Regions from separate parts of the Danio rerio genome. Here region 2 is linked to region 1. Evidence: chromatin contacts called from public Hi-C data. All regions are on one chromosome and are shown on one strand. The core of a region is the stretch at or near the end of the contact, and the rest is flanking DNA. Distances in the headings are between cores, read along the strand shown. Region 1 holds the start of dab2ipa (DAB2 interacting protein a). Region 2 holds the start of fibcd1a (fibrinogen C domain containing 1a).

Region 1 (3,500 bases), core at 522-3,021:
GAGGTTTGTAGTGCACATGTCGGTGGGACTGTGCCATAACATTCAAAAGTGCTTTTATATAACTATGAAAATGATTCAATCATGCGTATTTACATTCTGTAGAAAAATTAATCATGGTTTTACTGCAAAAAAACACATAAACATTGTTATTGTAGGTAAAAGCATGGTAATGACAAATTCATCATGGTTTTAATGTGGCAAAAACATTAATAAAACCATGATTTTTTTTTTTTTTTTTTTGCATGTGATTTGCTATACATAATTTTCTTCAATCAGAACTGTTTTTGTGAATGTGCTTTAAACTAAAATATAACCTTCTCAGTTACCGGGTTAACAAAGAGCATTATTTGAATGCATTAAGTTATATGTTAAACAAAAATTTGCTTCATTAAATGTCAGGTTGTGGCCATTTTGCACCATATTTTTGTTGTGTAGATATTTTTCTATTCTAATTTTGACATTTTGCATATATTTTATGGCCTAATTTGAGTTAAGTGTAAAAATATGAATGATAAAAAAATATTACAGTAATTTAGAGTAAACGACTACTATAGTGATTTTGAACCATGCTATGGTAAAAAACATGAATTGATATGCTTTGGTAGGCTAATTCTATAATTGGTGTGAAATAACTAACTAAAGCAATATTAACAAGCTACCCAACACTGCAGTTTTCTACAACCATGGGATATTATACTGCAGTTTACTGTGGTAAAAATTATATTACAGTTAAAGTTTAGCAGTCGACGATAAAATTAAATACTAAATTATTCATCAACTATGTTGTAACTATATGTGTGTATACAGCATATTACACTAATATATGGTTCAAAAACACTACAGTATATATTATAATTTACTAAAGGATTTATCATAAGGGAAAACTTTTGACTGTAATCTTCAATACAACGATATTTGCTTTATGTACGACTAAGTAGTGTAAATGAAATAAAGTACAGCACAAAAACATACAAATAATGCAGGCTGTCTTAAAAGTGGCTAACTTAAATGAAAAGCCCTACAATTAGCCCCCAAGATATTCTTACTGCATGCATACTATTGTATTTTTTCTTTTAAAGAAATGACATATATGTGTCTAGGAAGGCAAGCATACTTCTTCATACAAGTCACACAACATTTCTAATATTACCACAATTACTTCAGAAAGCTGTTTTCGTCTACTCACCGGTGACCCTCATCCATCCCTGGTGTTGACAGCGGGTGATATGTGGTGATATGGGGGTAGGACCACCAAACATCTTGTCAGTGTCCAGTTCTCAAGAAACTACGTTTAACGTTATAAACATGCGTGCACCTGATAGATGTATCAAAATAAGATAACGCGTCATCAAAATGAATGTTTTCATAATATAAAACAGATGACGCTGCTCTGCGCGTGCAGACATGACCTGTTTTATTGAGACGCGCGTGCTCGTGACTGAGAGTGAAGGGGACACGAGGAGAAATGTACAGTAATACCTTAATTAAATTACCGGATTAAACTCTCTAGCGAAGAAAGCAACTTAGCTGTCGACAAACACAAAACTCTCTCTCTCTTTAAAAATGAACTTATAACAAAAAAAAAAAAACAGAAGTTAACGATTCAGTGTGGACATTTGACAAATTCTTACAAACTTCTACAGAACTATAAACTATATTAAAACACATTTCACCAAAACTTGGAGATTTTGCCTTAATCATTTTCCTCTCAGGTAAACACGTCCTCGTGAAGGCCTGACTCATGAATATTAAATACATAACTTATTTTACGCTCACTGATTGGATGAAACCAGCTTTTATAGCAACTAATGTAAACACGGCGAAGGCTTGTCTCATGAATATTAAATAAGTTACCAAAAGAAAAAAAACACGAGTGGACGCTTCAGTTCGTACATTCAACAAATTACAAACTTCTACAGGAGATGAACTGTATTAAAACACATTTCACCGAAACTTGGATATTTTGTCCTAATCATTTTCCTCCCAGGAAAACACAACGTCCTTGTGAAGGTCTGTCTCATGAATATTAAACATGTAACTTACTTTGTGCTCACTGATTGGTTGAAACCAGCTTTTATAGGAACTAATGAAAACAGAGAAGGCTTCATGACCATTTAATAAGTTACCAAAAGAAAATAAAAACACGAGTGAATGCTTTAGTTTGGACATTTGACAAGTTCTTACTAACTTCTACACAACGATAAACTATATTAAAACACATTTTATTGATATTTGGAGATTTTGTCTCGATTACTCACCCCACAGGTAAACACAACGTCTTCGTGAAGCCGTGGCTCATGAATATTAAATAAGCAACTTATTACGCTCACTGATTGGTTGAAAACAGCTATTATATTATTCATTTATTTTCTTTTTGGCTTAGTTCATTTATTATTAATTAGGGGTCTATTATATTAACAAATATAAACAAAGCAAAGGCTTCTCTTGTGAATATTAAATAAGTTTCCAAAAGCGTCCACTTCATGTAATATACGAGTTAAACCTCAATATATGCATATATGAGTTAATACATATATTTAAACATTTTTAGCATAAAGTCATGGAATTTTGTCCTCATTAAAACCCTAGAGAAAAATTAAAATATATAACCGTGATAACAAATAATACAAAAATCTCAACACAGGTAAAAAATGTAGATAGACAAGACAGCTTTAAATTATTGCTGACAAACTGTTTTAATGGTCTGAAACAGGAACGAATGAATAATGACAAATGTAAGTTTGCACATTTAACATGTTTGAACATTGTTACACACAGCAAACACGTTTAGAACATATGGTTTTGAGAGTGATGTGTAGAAACAGTCATAAAAGCATTCAAGACTTATTCATTTTAATCGTATACAAATACTATAGTTTGTTTTATTCGAACTTTCTTAAACTTGTAACCAAAATATAAAACTCCTCTTGAAATGTGACCAAGCTGACATACAAAAGGTGATCAATACAACAAACATTGTATTTTGTTAATAAAACAGTCGCAATTTCCATTCAGTTTTACAAATGCTTTTTCCATTGGGGAAATGTTTTAAAAGTAAAAAGTAAATCTTAGAAATATCTTTGTATAAATTTTTTCCCTTTAAAATCAATTAGAAAATATAGGTCAATTTATCCAATAATAGCTTGCATAGCTGATAAACATGTTAATAGTGCAATAACAAAATGGGGCTAATCTTATATCCAATTATATACATGTAAATAATAAAGTATATTTATAATGTTGTATACTATAAAACTAATCAAGTCAAATCACAAAATCTGACGGCTTTAGAACCTCACATAGCTTTCAAATCGTCACATAAGTGGCCATTATCCACTTCCAAATCCATCTCAAATATAACAGCAATCTTTGGAGATCTTCTATGAAAACATAAATTTGACGGTCATCTGTGGTCAAATGTTGAAAAGAGCCTAAAATCTATTGCAAATGAAACACAAATGATCACTTTCCACGATTAGTTTCCTTCTGCTTATCCAATC
Region 2 (3,500 bases), core at 484-2,983, 500 kb after region 1:
ATAACGCTCGATTTTCATTTATTTTGTCAGGTCAGACAGAATGAAAGGACCACGAAGGTAGCCACTTTTAAAAAGCAATTCACTGAAAAATTATGGGCCAATTTTGAATGGTTTTTCTACCTCAGAAAATCACCAGCAGCGAAACAGAAATAACATCCTGGAAAAACTATTTGGGACAAAGCTGAAATAGCACCGTGAATGGTGAGAATAAACAAAGTTTCATTCGCTGAATTCCAATGTGGGACAAAACACTCAATTAGAACACACAACGCTTTTCCTCAAGTAAACACTGACTGCTCCAAACATCACTGTGATTCTTTAGCTGTCAAACCAAACAGGAACACACAGATTCAAAATTAGCTATAACACAAAAGATGACACTAAAAAAACTGAACAACTAAGAACTACTAAGATATAGAGTTTAGTAGCATAATAAGATGCATAATAGACACCTTCAAATATATATAGGCTATGCTCAATGTCAAGTTTAGGCGAAAGAACTTTACATATAGTATATATATAAACTGAAATTCACCTCTGAAAACTGGATTGAGACAGTTTCAATTTAGAACTTCTATGTCAAGCTGCTTTTACACTACATTGTAAAAGCGATATAGAAATAAAGAGGAATTGAATTGAATTGATTTACATATTCATATAATTACAAAAGTGTATTTATTATATTAGGTTTTTTATTGTTTTCTGATGCTTTTTTATGTTCTTCATGGGCGGTGGTGTAACGTAAAATCTACTGTGACATTTTGAATGACAAAATAAAGGAAACTGAAACTGAAAAACTGCAAAATCAACTAAAATACATATTCACAGCAAATTATAATATCAATGTGATCAGGGATGGGCAGTATTTATAATACAAGTGTTTCAAATACAAAATAGTATTTTGTCATTTGTATTTGATAGGGTTGAAGAAAATGTCTTGATATGAAGTATCAAAATACTTAAGTGTCTCATATTTTTGTATTTTCAAAATACTGTAAAATATTGTAATAAAAAGTCTACAGTACATTATGACATCTTAAAATTGAGGCCTCTGACTGGTGCTTTCTCAGCTATTTGCCTATAAACTTCAGATCAGAACAGAAAACTGAACGAATTAAGTGGGAAGAAAATTTGTTATTAAACTGTTTACTTCACTAAGTCAGTTTAATGATGAAGGAATTGATCTAATAGACCTATTGATGGAAAGTTTGCAAAGAAATGTCATGCTACCTTTTAAAATGACTTTGTAGTATTTTTAAAATACAGTAAATACAGTATAAATACACTATCATAATATAATATGTACTAGTACTATAGTAACAGTATCTATCCAAAACAACACAGCAACTGCTTATGCAGCAACATACAAAATATAATAACAACCCCATAGTCTAATAACATCCAAGCTAAAATAATAGTCGCCTGGCAAGTAGCAACCACACAGAACACTCACTCTAATAAGTTAGTAAACACCCTAGAAACAACACAAAAAAACACCGAGATATGAGCTCTAAAACATGGCGTGACTTCCTCCTATTAGCAGGTACGATTTTCATCAAAATCATGGCAGTTTAGGTAAGAGGTCCAAGCAATTGCTAATATGTTTGTTTTGACTAGTGAATAAATGTACATTGGGAAGTTGTTAACGACATCTTACCTTATAAAATGATGTCGTGGTTGCTTACTTTACTGCATTTCCAGCTGTCTTCCCAAAACTTAGTAATTAGTGGCGAAAAACTAAAAAAAGTGGCGCCCTCTGTTGATCCTAAGAAGAAGCACATTAGGGTCGTTTATTTAAAAATGTATTAAAAAATTAAGTAATATTGTTGTAAATACGATGAATAAGCCAATCATTTTACTTCTTTAGACTTCAGTGTTTTAGTAAGGATTGAGGTATTAATTTCGTGGTATAACATTAGCCTTTGATGCTGATAGCTGTTGACTTGCATTTTATAAATCACCAAGTAGACCTATAGACGATTTAATCTAAAAATCTACAATCTATAAAATAAAGAATCACCTGCATCTTAAATGCTTGAGGGTGAGTAATTTAGCAGCATATCCTAAATTTTTGGGTGAACAATTCATTTTGATTGGAAGAAAGATTACGCTATGACATTATTTATCAATCAAACGTTTAGACTGCCTATTAGAAATATTCAGATTGTTCTTTATAACAGCATATGAATTAATACTTAATTTTGTGTAAATACTTGGAAATTAATCTGGCTTCACGTTGCAAATTCTGTGACTTTTTATAAGCCTTTTGTTCATGAACTCATGTACAGTTCAGTTCCATTTGTTAACAACAGTTATTTTAGCTAAAGTCAATGTAATGAAAACTGCAAAAGAATTTATTAATGCTAGATAATATGTAGATGATCGCACTCAAAAGTCATAATTGTTTTATTCAATGAAGTTAATAACAAATTAAAATTCAGTTCAGTTAAGTATTTTTTATTTCAGTTTTTGAAGTTTTCACATGAAATGTCAATTACAACATTCATTTTCTAATTATCCTTCCTTGTCGTTGCTAACACTACCCCGAATAAACACTACCCTCCCTATATCTTCCCATTGAAAAACTAAAACTTAATTAATAATTTAAAAAAATAATTTAAATTAAAAAGCAAAAGAAAAAAACTGAATAATAAATGTTCATATGTTATGGCTCAGTAAAAGAATCAAGTTAGAGTTATCCAGCAGATAATCTAAAAAGGGGCGCCACACCTTGTCAAAGGTCTTTAAAGAACCAGTAAGTGATAGTCTATTTCTTTCTTTCTTTTCGGCTTAGTCCCTTTATTAATCAAGGGTCGCCACAGCAGAATGAACCGCCAACTTATCCAGCATATGTTTTACGCAGGGGATGGCCTTCCAGGTGCAACCCATCACTGGGAAACATCCATACACATTCATTCACACTCATATACTACAGACAATTTAGCTTACCCAATTCACCTATACCATGTCTTTGGACTGTGGGGGAAACCGGAGGACCCGGAGGAAACCTACGCCAACACAGGGAGAACATGCAAACTCCACACAAAAATGCCAACTGACCCAGCCGGGACTCGAACCAGCGACCTTCTTGCTGTAAGGCAATTGTACTACCCACTGCACCACCATGCTGTCCAGTAATAGTCTAATCTTTTCCAATTTAATGCAAGTAAACACTTCTTTCATCCATGCGTAAAAATAAGGTGGAGAGACGTGATTCCACTTTAAAAGGATTAGATGTCTTGCCTGGAAAGTAGTAAAAGCTAAAGCCTTTTGGACAAATAGTAACTGGATGCAGCCTTTATGATGCAAGCTGAGATTGCATCACTCAGCGATGCAATGTCAGACTCAATGCACTCAATGAAGCGAGTGACATCACTGTGATGGGTAGGGTTAGGGGTGGGGTTAGGTGAGCTCATTAAAAATCATTGGATGCAGCTCAGATTGCACTGCACCGAGTCTGCAGTTGGACTCTTTTGGACCATTACTGAAAGGTTAGCATC

What was found. A called contact is a pair of places that touch in the nucleus more often than the background predicts.
Region 2: a contact with region 1 is called in a Hi-C map of an unstated tissue, with 6 times the contacts expected there. The contact joins the promoter of fibcd1a here to the promoter of dab2ipa in region 1. A contact is called at or near these places in 4 of 18 Hi-C or Micro-C datasets (caudal fin, fibroblasts, hematopoietic stem cells and 1 more) and 1 of 4 datasets of contacts at active chromatin or transcription factors (caudal fin).

The regions. Positions count from the first base shown.
Region 1 is chr8:13,915,142-13,918,641 of GRCz12tu, forward strand. dab2ipa (DAB2 interacting protein a) reads right to left here and starts at 1,772. Exons shown (of 18, transcript XM_017357419.4): 1 at 1,187-1,772. The coding sequence starts at 1,259. phf19 (PHD finger protein 19) reads right to left here. Exons shown (of 15, transcript NM_001128526.1): 15 at 2,961-3,500.
Region 2 is chr8:14,414,049-14,417,548 of GRCz12tu, forward strand. It overlaps fibcd1a (fibrinogen C domain containing 1a), which reads right to left and starts at 1,734. Exons shown (of 10, transcript XM_073910115.1): 1 at 1,658-1,734.